Regions from separate parts of the Mus musculus genome. Here region 2 is linked to region 1. The links are chromatin contacts, called in public promoter capture Hi-C maps. All regions are on one chromosome and are shown on one strand. Each heading gives the region's core, a stretch centred on a gene start, on an enhancer-like site or on the middle of the called end of the contact. The rest is flanking DNA. Distances are from core to core; before and after follow the strand shown.

Region 1 (5,885 bases), core at 1,700-4,199:
ACACAAACATAAGTTTCATGAAACATACAACCATAAAGCACAATGTCTTAGTCAGGGTTTCTATTCCTGCACAAACATCATGACCAAGAAGCAAGTTGGGGAGGAAAGGGTTTATTCAGGCTTACATTTCCAAACTGCTGTTCATCACCAAAGGAAGTCAGGATTGGAACTCAAGCAGGTCAGGAAGCAGGAGCTGATGCAGAGGCCATGGAGGTGTGTTACTTACTGGCTTGCTTCCCCTGGCTTGCTCAGCTTGCTCTCTTATAGAACCCAAGACTACCAGCCCAGGGCACCACCCACGATGGGCCCTCCAACCCTTGATCACTAATTGAGAAAATGCCCTACAGCTGGATCTCATGGAGGCATTTTCTCAAGGGAGGCTCTTTTATCCGTGATATCTCCAGCTTATGTCAAATTCACACAAAACCAGCCAGTACACATAATATATATATAAAACAACTATAAGGTTTAAAAAGAGAAGGAAGGAGGAGAAGGAACAGGAGGAAAAAAAGAAAGAGAAAAGAAGCCCTGAGACAAATAACCTTCCAAAATTGCCATTGAGTTAGTTTTGTATTGATCATCTACTGCTGAGCGTGTGGCCTGTCCTAAGCATGTTTTCTATAACCAGTGAACTCTGTTGGAGTAAACTAAGTTTTCATTTGTAAGCAGTTACCAGTTGGAGACATATTCTGGGTAAGGGTTGGGGAGGGGGAGTCTTCATACAAGGATACCCCACTCCCTTGTCTCTCTAGTCTCAGGTTCTTGGCCACCCAAGCACGGTTGGGTATGAGTTCCATCTCCTGGAGCAGGACTTAAATCCAATCAAATACTAGCTGGTTATTCCTACAATGCTTGTAGCATTACTGCCCCATTGTATCTTGCAGGCAGGTCACAATTACAAGTGGAAGGGTTTGTAGCTGGGTCGGTTTTTACCTTTCTTCTTCAGAAACATCCCACGTACCTTCCAGTAACCATGAACACTGGTCCATAGGAGTGAAGTCCCAGTGTCGGCAAGAGCACCACTTCTCCATCTTCAGTGAGTTGTGTAGGTGTTGTCTTTACCGGAATGGCTTCTCTGTCATCTAGTGGAGAGCCACCAATACCTTTGACAATAGCTTGAGTTGTTTGGGGCTTCTATGGGACCCTTTGAACAATAACTACATTAACTATAACCTATCCATGGACTTGGAAGTTTCATTTAATTGAGGGATGTGCAGGTAGGGCTCTGTTTCCTCATTATTTGGTGATTTCAGTTAGATCACTTTCATATATGTGTACATTTTAGAAGCTTCTACTGTATTGGGTTTCTATATGACTCCTCAAATGGCTTTAAGTGTCCCTCTTCAACCCCCCCCCTCCTGCTTTCTACCTTCTCCTTCTTTGATCACCCCTCCTTGTCGTGGCTTGAATGAGAACAGTCTCTACAGGCTCATAGACTTGAACCCTTGATCCCCAAGGAGTAGCTATTTTAAAAGATTAAGAGGTATGCCTGGTAAGGAGTGTTTCGGTGGTCACTGGGATTCCTGGGTTAGAAAGTGTTTCTAGGTATTGGGAGCTGTCCCGAGAAATGGGAATGGGCTAGATAGGAGTGGTGGAACTGAGAGAGTACACTGGAGGGAGGGTAGCCTGCCTGTTCTCCTGGCAGGAGCAAAGTGGTTCCCTGTAAATAGAGGCAGAGATCTAGGAGGGGCCCCAGGCAGGTGGTCAGCTACAGGTCTGGGGATGATTGGAAGGCAGGAAGGAAAGTGAAGATTGCATTGGCTACTCAGGCAGGTATGGCCAGAGGGTTTACAGGGAGTACCTCCAGGGGTTAGAGACTGAGATAAAGGGATTCAGTGAGGAGAAGTTCTGCATTATCCTGTGGGAAATGGGGGCTGAGAGAACTTTGTGGCAGCAGCAAATGGTCTTCTACAAAGCTGAGGATAAGACTGGCGACTTGGAATTGGAAAACAGAGAGTGAAGAACTATCTGATTCACGGGCTGGTGTGGAAAGGGTTTTTAAACTGAGTAGTTGCTTTTATCATAGCCTGTGGTAGCTTTATCATAGCCTGGGGTAACTGCTTTCTAATTTTATTTTGTATCTTCAGCTTCATTGCTGATTTACACCAACTTGAATTAGAGAAATTTAGACGGGGGTCGGGGGATTGATGCCCCCCATTAAAGCCCTTTGTTCTAACAGGCTGTGAAAAAGACTTCAAAACAATGTCTTTACAATTAAGAGTGCGCCTGTAGCTGATTGCACTGAACCTAATCCCCCACACTCGTTTGACACAGAAATCTTGTCTTCGCACTGTTTAAGCCGCCAGCAGAGAAGAAACTAGAATCAAGTGGCGTCTCTCAGTCACGAGTTATGATTTCAATAAATAAAACCCTGATGGATGGCATATTTCGTTCTGTAGATGACAGTGAATTCAAATTTTCCTGTTCACAGTGCCGGGTAAACCCAACTTCTGATGAACCTCACTGCTGGTGATAACAGTGTTCTTACCTAGAACGTTCTCTATCCCCAAACTATCATTGTTCCAAGTCGTTTAAAAACAAATTGTAAACAGGTGTCACTCTACCTCGCATGACCTGTCTTCTGATTACTTTTATTTAAAAATAAAAATAAAGATCCGCAGGTCTGGAACGGGGAATAGCTTTTCCTTTCTTTCTTTTTTTAAAAGATAAAGAATCGGGGAGGGACCAGGGAGTAGCAAAGTTGGATTGAAAGGGAGAAATGAAAAGAGTGTGACGGGGGCTCAGAAAGGTGTATGGAGGGCACTGTCGCCTCTGCCCCCGCTGCCCGCGCCAGCCTGCCATTGGCCGCGCCGCCCAGCACCCGGGAGGCGCCGTTCTGCGCGCCGCCGCCCCTCGCTCCCCGCCGGCTGGGCTCCGCGCGCGCCTCCGAGCGCTCCGAGGAGAAGCGCAGACCTGGCAGCAGCGTCCGTTGGCGCGCGCCGCCCTCCTGCGCCCGTGCCAACCATGGGGCCAACTCGCAACTCTTAGGGCTCTGCCTCAGACCAAGGGAGATCAACGGAGCTGCGAGCAGAAGCCAAGATGAGTTTCCGCAAGGAGGACGGTGTGAGCAGCCTGTGCCAGAAGGCGCTGCACATCATCACCGAGCTGTGCTTCGCGGGTCAGGTGGAGTGGGACAAGTGTTCGGGCATCTTTCCAGCCGATAGGAGCGGCCAGGGAGGAGGTGGCACAGGTAAGGGGATCCGCTTGCGCTTCCCGGGACAAGGGGCATTTTCGGGGCTGACTTCCTGGCTGGAGCTTATCTTGCCGGGCCTCGGGGGACTTGCTCGCTGGATTTGTTGCCTGCACCTGCTAGGTCTCTGCTCCCAGGCTGCTCTCGCGCTCTCCCACCTGCTGCTCTGGCGTCCCAGGGACTCGGTGCTCTAGCTTGTCCTGCAGGGTGTAGCAGAATCACCCAGCCTGGCAGGAGAATCTGCGCTTGGCCTCAAGGAACCTAGTTCTAGAGGGAAGGCTGTGTCGTCAAGCCCCAAACGCAGGAAGGATCCCTCAGCTCTAACTTTCAGATGCAACCTGTCGAGCTCTTCAAAGCTTCCAATGCCTTTTATAATGCATATGTAATTTTCTAGCGCTTCTTGGCTACCGTGGCGAAAGGGTAGGGACTATTGACACCAGGCACTCAGGACACTTGTCAAAAAAATGGAAAAGAGATTTTAAATCCTTTCCAGTTGCGTCCAGAACCTTGGAAGCAAATATCAGGGGGAAGAGATGTAATCAGATGACCCCAGGGTCACTTGATCGCTTTAGGAGATGCACTGGCTCCGTGCGTGGGGGGGTCTTGTCTCATTCACTTTGTTTTCTCGAGTCATTTTGGTCTCCAGGCAAGGGTTTCTACCTTCTGGGTAGCCAGGGCAACAGGTAAGCGCAACCGCAACGTCAGGCTCAGGAGAGAAGTGCAGAAGATGAAAGAAGAGTTATGGTTTCACCATCGACCCTAAGAGCTAGACAAAGGAAGGGAGAGTCTGGTGGGATGGGAATGGGTCTGGTTTAGCTGTGTCTTTGGGTTGTTTACATTGACTGTCTCCAAGGTTTCCAAATGCTCTGCTGATGGCAACAGAAGCAGGGCGGGGGGGGGGGGGGGGGCAGGGGGGGTTGTCTGAGCTTATCAGAACCAGGGACTCTTGAAGCAGAATGATACATTGTTGTTGCTGTCAGTGTGATAGAAGCGTCTTTTTTTTTTAAATGTATAAACACAACCAAAGCCATTTAAACCGCGTGTGTGAGTGTGTGTGTGTGTGTGTGTGTGTGTGATGCAAAGGATGTAAAAAAAAAAAAAAATCAAAGTGCTGCTGCTACTGTAAAGACCTCTGTAAACCGAGTAAGCTCGTCTAAAATGCCTTTAAGTGAACATTAAGCCTAGGTTCAGAGTGGAGGAAGTGAGAACACTTAATTCTAAGGACATGTATTTGATCACCAATAGTCAATGCAGAGGCCATACCCCTAATTCTTATTCTTTCTTGGCCCTTGCGATTACACACGAAGAGGTGGTTTCCTGGCTCTCATTGGCTAACAGTGTTAGAAATTGCATGACAAATGGACGCTAAAACAGGTTCGGTTCTCGACTGTCCAAAATGTGTAATTGTGTTAATTCGAGGTATGTAAATTTCATGGTATGTAAATGGCAGTAAGAGTTCTGAGGTTTTCATAATCACTACAGTGCTTAACTGTAGTCCTAATTCTCATTAGACATTCATTTGGGGGAGAGAAGGGGATGAAGAAAAATGACTCTAAAACAATTCAGTATTTTTCTTTCTTTAAGGACAATACGTACTATTAAAGTGGGAGATCCTGTCTGATATGTGAACATAGACAGTAGCTCTCACTAGAGAAAGACAGTCCACAAATTACTCATGACATTCGAAGATAAAGGAGAGTCCTCTGCTTTTTCATTTGTAAACTGTGAAATCAGTTAAAAGCAAAGGGTTCTGAGTTTAGTGCTCCGATATTAATGGATAATAGAAGCAGACTTGATGGTTATTTGCTAAATGTTTAATTATATCAGCTAGCTACTCAGATGCCTGCTGTTCTGTGGATTTTCTCACAACGTGGGCCCTTTTTTATGGCTCCTGCATGAAAGCACTTCCAACGGTTGCTGTTGACTGCATTGTAGGTGACTTTTATTGATATGATAGTGGTTCACTTTTAAAGTAACCGGTGCGTTATAGCTAACAGTGTTCTTTTTACATTGCAGTGACAATCTTGAGATTTGAAATTGCATCACTCTTCAATCTGTCACCCAGTAACAGCAAGAGAAAGATTCATGTAATCCCAGACAAAGTCATTGCCACAGGAAGGGAGTTAGAAATCTAGTATATCACTAGGACAGAGATGCGGCCCTGGAGGGTCCACCGTCCAGCCAATCAAGCTCAGGTATTGGTGAAATGTTGGAGATTTAGACTGTAGTGACTAATGCTAACTAAACTGCCCTTCTTAGATGCTTAGTAAAAGTCATTAGATGAATCAACAGTACTCCATAGAATACAATGTAGTATAACAATACTATGAGGTGCGCCATGTGTACATTTATTTTAGGTATTTTCCTCATTTACATTTCCAATGCTATCCCAAAAGTCCCCCATACACTCCCCCAACTCCCCTACCCACCCACTCCCACTTTTTGGCCCTGGCGTTCCCCTGTACTGGGGCATATAAAGTTTGCAAGTCCAATGGGCCTCTCTTTCCAGTGATGGCCATCTTTTGATACATATGCAGCTAGAGTCAAGAGCTCCGGGGTACTGGTTAGTTCATTTTTAAAAAAACTAGATGTGAGAGAAGCTTAAAAACAAAAGACATTGAATGACCCCAAAATCGATATGTTACCCTATAAAGTCATTTAGTGCACAACATGATATAACCAAGAGAGCTTATGG
Region 2 (5,885 bases), core at 2,011-4,510, 950 kb before region 1:
GAGGTCAGTTATCATATCCTATGAGGTCTTTGCTTTCCAGCTGTCGTTTGACCAGCATTGTAACATGAAATTCTGTTACAGCTGATTCACTTCTCTACAACTTTCAAGACAACCCGAACACACTTTTTAGGACGTTGGTCACAAATTGGACACTTGAGAGGCTGAAGAGTTTAAACAAACACATGGGTGAAGAAGACTGTGGCCACACGGAAAGCAAACACCCGTGCCGAGGACCGAAAGGGGTAGAAACACTGTGCTATTATTCATTTTGCCATTTTAAAGGCATCTACAAACCTCCTGGTTCTTCTGCAGCCACTGATACGTGGCTTGCTTCTACATTCTCTCCTGTAAAGACATCGCTCTGCTATTGTAAAGTGTGGGCTTGGGATGATATAGAATAGATATATGGAAAAGCCAACTGTCTTTGTTACTCTCACCAGTGAACTTACCTAGACCCCTGCCATGGCAGTAGAGCCTGGGATTTGGCTCGCCCATGCCCACAGGATGCTCAGAGTAACTTTCACTTTTGTTCTCTTCTGGTTTTGGATTCTTGCTTTCCTTTGTCACTGAAGTTGCTCACCAGGAACACCTCCAGGAGTTTTCCAATTGACATATAAATTACAGAAAATTTAATTGTTAAAGCCTGAGGATAAATAAGATACAGGAGCTGATATGTCAGAGCTCCCTTGTTTCTGTTATAGAAAAGAGTCAACACATAGAAATATGCTGATTTTGAAACTAATACTGTTATTTTTTATACCATTATTGATTGGTTCCTCTGGACTGTTTTGCTTTGTTAACTCTGTGCATCCGTGTGTGTGTGTGTATGTGTGTGTGTGTGCATGTGTGTATACATATACATGTATATAGATTGTATATAGAAAAATTCAAATTCTCCAATTGACTTTTTCTAGTTGCTCTTCTTGGGACTGGACATCTTAAAGTGCCTCCAGCAATTACTGTTTTTGCTTTTTGGTTTTTTTGTTGTTGGTGGTTGTGGTGCTTTTATTTGTTTGTCTTGTTTTGTTTTGTTTTGTTCAATATCTTTAGCCCCTAAAAATATCCTACCCCAGGTGCCTGAGATCTGAAAGCAGAAGAACATAAGAAATTTTAAAACCAATTGATTTCTTTAAAAAAGAAGATTTATTTATTTATTATTTGTAAGTACACTGTAGCTGTCTTCAGACACTCCAGAAAAGGGTGTCAGATCTCACTACAGATGGTTGTGAGATACCATGTGGTTGCTGGGATTTGAACTCAGGACCTTCGAAAGAGCAGTCAATGCTCTTAACTGCTGAGCCATCTCTCCAGCCCCCAGTTAATTTCTATATGAGAAATCAGCATGATTAATCTTAAAGTTCATATAGGCAGAAAAGTAGAGGCTCGCAGGCAACTATTGTACTGAGCACAGAGACGCTAATGGAGGAGTTAGGGGAAGGACTGAAGGAGCTGAAGGGGTTTGCAACCCCATAGGAAGAACAACAATATCAACCAACCAGATCCCCAGAGCTCCCAGGGACTAAACCACCAACCAAAAAGTACACGTGGAGGGACCCATGGCTCCAGCAACATATGTAGCCTAGGATAGCAGTATCTGGCATCAGTGGGAGGGGGGGTCCTTGGCCCCAGTGTAGGGGGATGATAGAGCTGAAGTGAGTAGGTTGGTGGGGGAGCACCCTCATAGAAGCAGAGGGAAGGGGGTGGGAAAAGAAGGAAGCATATGAGCTTTAAAATTGTGTTAAGAAGATAGAACATGTGGTTGGTGCTTAATTAATGATTATATAAAAGATATGGAATATTACATACTTCAGAGAATTGAATCATTTGGACATCTAGAAACACACACACACACACACACACACACACACACACACACACACAAATAAACAAGCTGCTGCTTTTTTTTTTTTTTAATCATAACCCACTGCTTTTCGATGAAGTCTTCTTGGAAATCTTGCTTACCCTCTTTTGATGGCCAGGGACTGGGTGGTGCATGCATGGAAGGCTGGGATCACACTGGAAAGCCACAGTACACAATGGAAACCCAGGCTGGCTCCAGAATCCAAGCCTTGCCTACTTTCAGCCAACTTGAGAGGTTTGATATAAAATGCAAAGAGAAGAGCCAAAATAGAATTGATTTGGGTTGTTTGGATAAAATCTGTGGTTTCCTTGGAGATATGCATTTTGGGTTATTATATTAGAGAAGAATTCTGAGCTTAGCAAACAATGGTATTTTAACACAATGAGTACTTTCTTTGTATTCTCTGTTTTTCATATTGTTATACAACACATATATCACAACCACTACTACCACCACCACCAATAACAACAACAACAACAACAACAACAAAACGTAGCATGTTATGTTCTAAATTAACAACCAAAACAAAAAGGTCTCCGTCATACCCACCTCTAGTCTTGTCTTGTCAGGGAAATCACTTTCAAGCATTTTTGGCTATTTTCTTATATTGATTCTTTTCCTAACACTAAGTGGTGTACTGGTAAAGTGTTGCATCTGAACTTGACCCTGTTTCAGTGGTAAAATGTGTATAAATAGCAAACAGATAAAATCCAGTTTCTTGTGCAAGTGCCTTTCTGATGAGAGACACACCACTCTGGGTAACTGGAGAGAGGGGCAGGTGTTAAGAAGAGAGTGGGCCCCAGTTAAGTGAGGAGTGGTAGGGGAGGTCAGAGGTCAAAGGTGCTGAGAGGAAATCATGCTGATTGGTTTGTTCCTCTTGAAGTATCAGATCTCTTTCCTGCTGGGTTGTCTCAAATGTCTTAAGGCTTTTGAGTGGCAAATTGTGTTCATAAACGAGGGTGTGGGTGGACTGTGGTATCCCCTCATTTCCTTTCCTCCAAGAAAGGAGGAGATCTGGACTTGGAAAGTGTAGGCAGGGTTAGCCTGACATCAGGCAGGTATCTTTTCCCAGGGCTGACAGATTAAAGCAGACTGAGTCAGCTGTACCCTCCCATCCACGGGAAGGGTAAGGAGGGATTTAGTCCCAGGTGCATGCTCAGTAAAAGCAGCATAATAGACGGTCTGGAATGTGCAGGTTTCAAAGATAAGTGTAACTTCCCAGGGAGAAAATTTGCCTCAATGGATGGGTTCCAGAAAGAAAATGGAGGGGAGTGTGCACAGATAACATTTTTGTGAATGACAGGATTATATGCAATTTCGTGATAACCAAATGCTAAGCTCATTTGTCTTAAACACTCTTAAGCTGAAGGGAGCAGATGCCAACGCTTGGGTGTGGGACTTCTGCCTAGCACAGTGTTCCCGGTCTTCCTTCCTTCCTTCTAGCACACAGCAAACAATTGAGGCCATATTGCAGCAAAGGATTGAGCTTTCTAATTGATTGTTTCAGGACCTGCCCAGCTTCACTGGAGCTGAGATCGCCGGTGTCTGAGGGTCACAATGTTGGGTTTACCCTATGTAGTCCACACTGTGCCTGTTGACCCAGAATAGTTACTGTTAATCTTCTTCTTCAGTGTAGACAGCGCTGCTTCCTTCATCCAGGCCCTTCATGGCACAAGGTGGTTGCAGAATCCTGAGAGCCTTTTGTGGGGAGGTGGTGGCATCTGCTTAGGAAAGGACCCTGTTAGCCTATGAGCTAATTCTATTGCTTCTTCAGAAAGAAAAAAAAAAAAAAGGCAGGCCAGAGGAAGGTTTTTTTTTTTTTTTCCCATAAGTTCCTTGTACATACTAAAATTTCTCTCCTAGAACATCCTTACATTTCCATAATTATCTATCTTGAGATTGTGATGGTAACTCACTTAGCCATTCCTTGCTGTTGTCTCTTCCCATGTGTGTATAATGATACACGCTTTGATCTTGGATCTTTCTTTGTCCTAAACCGCCATGTGCATTCTGTACTGGGTAGACACTTTAGTCGTAGCCCCTTTCTTAGCACCATTAGTGAATGGATAGCATATTGGATGTTTAACTTAATGGGATGTGAATATGGAAGAAGGATCTATATGGATGCCAATTTCTACATCTTGAGGTAAAAGCTTTTACTACATTTTCCTACTGACCCAGTTGGAATTGGAAAAAATAGGCCCTGAACTACAATTTCCCTATCATGGTTCCAGGAGCTTCTTTTCTTGTTGCTCTGTCCACATACCTGAAAAACACAATGTAAGATGTGAGCGCTTGCTCTGCCCTAAGCTTTGAGGATGTCTCCATCGTGGTGCAGAAGGATGAGGTGGTCAGTCACGTTCTGTGTGCAGCCAGGAACCAGAGCGAGATGAACACTTGGCTCACTCGTTCTTCATCTTCAGTTCAAGACCCCAACCTGTGAAACAGTGCTTCCTACATTCACAGAGAGTCTTCCCTCTGCAGGTAAACCTTTCTGGAAACACCCTTAAGGCATATCCAGGGGTCTGTTTCCATGGTGAGGCTAAATCCAGTGAAGTTGACAGTTAAAGCTAACCACAGCAACAAAGTCTTGCATGATTAGTAGGGATTTGCCTTTAAATGTAAGGTGTGTAAGGTCGCTCTGTGAAACTAAGCTTGCTTGGAGATGGTGTCTGATTTTGGTGTGTGGCTATGAGGTTGTCTTGCCTGTCAAAGCTCAAGTTTCTAGGCTACGTCCATCATCAGTCTTTGCCAGAAGCCATGCATCTGTCAGCTGTACATCATACCTTCCACACAGCTCAGTGTCCATTCTGCCCTTGAGCCTTGGGTGAATAGCAGGTTGAGACACGACCTAACTTGTTAGCTCGCCTTCCCTTCCCCACCTCTACTTCACCCCCAAATCCACTTCTACCCTCACTGGTAACCAATCCCCCCCCCCCCACACACACACACTTTTAAGGTAGCTTCCAAGTGAGACATTTTAAAAATCAATACTCTTGTTTACCATGACATGTTCTGAAGCAGAAGCCCCAAATAGACTTCATCAAGCAGATTAGCAGTGACATTTTATAACCAATACTTTCCAGTGTCTCTGAAATTAGGAGTGAGTGGGAGAAGAGGGAGTACCGTAAGTACCGTAGAAAACTGTCACTTAAATGGCAAGCCTTTGTCTGTTAATAAGCTGCTTCCTTCCAGGCTTGGGAGCATCCTGGGAAAGAAGTGGCCTGTGACGCAACAGCTCCACCAGAGATTTCATCCTTTGCCTCCTGACTTAAGGGAACAGACTCCACACAAACCAAGGGTGCTAGTAAATGAGTTAATTGTGTTATCTAGACTTCGAATTTACCCCCCCCCACACACACACACACCAAGGGAAGCCCAGTCTTGAAAGTGACAGTGCCACCATAAGCAGAAACCCATCAGCGCATCCAGAGTTCAGTGAGGTCAGAGCAGGACAGCTCTTGTTTCTGATCTTGGAGTCCAGTTCCTGAGAAGTTCACTTTGTCAGTCTCTTCTGGGTTAGATATTAGAGGCTATTCCTTTTTACTAGCTCCCTAAGCCAAATTAATACCTCGATTTTTATAGTTCCTTTCCTGAATCAAAGTTATTGAGGGATCAAGCAGTTCAGTGATGTCTTTTTTTAAAAAGATTTATTCATTTATTATTTAATGTATATGAGTACACTGTAACTGTACAGATGGTTGTGAGCCTTCATGTGGTTGGGAATTGTATTTCTAGGACCTCTGCTCGCCCTGGTCAACCCCGCTTGCTCACTCCCTGCTCTCTCTGGACCAAAGATTTATTTATTATTATATATAAGTACACTGTAGCTGTCTTCAGATGCACCAGAAGAGGGTGTCAGATCTCATTATGGTTGGTTGTGAGCCACCATGTGGTTTCTGGGATTTGAACTCAGGACCTTTGGAAGAGCAGTCAGTGCTCTTACCAGCTCAGCCATCTCGCCAGCCCCAGTGATGTCTTTTGCAGACAGACAGAAGGAAAAAATGATGCCTCTGAGAGGAAG

What was found. Promoter capture Hi-C pulls out the DNA fragments that hold promoters and counts their contacts.
Region 2: a contact with region 1 is called in a promoter capture Hi-C map of hippocampal neurons, with 2.2 times the contacts expected there. The contact joins the enhancer-like site here to the promoter of Syt10 in region 1. A contact is called at or near these places in 5 of 39 promoter capture datasets (cranial neural crest, embryonic stem cells, hippocampal neurons and 1 more).

What each region holds. Positions count from the first base shown.
Region 1 is chr15:89,838,924-89,844,808 of GRCm38.p6, reverse strand. Syt10 (synaptotagmin X) reads left to right here and starts at 2,949. Exons shown (of 7, transcript NM_018803.2): 1 at 2,949-3,190. The coding sequence starts at 3,040.
Region 2 is chr15:90,787,501-90,793,385 of GRCm38.p6, reverse strand. No RefSeq gene overlaps it. Among named protein-coding and RNA genes, the nearest start is that of Cpne8, 110 kb to the right of the region's middle. Within about 2 kb of position 3,260, at least 8 of the 459 cell types and tissues checked have an H3K27ac peak or open chromatin away from gene starts, as enhancers often do. A contact at or near this core is called in hippocampal neurons, where this site is marked.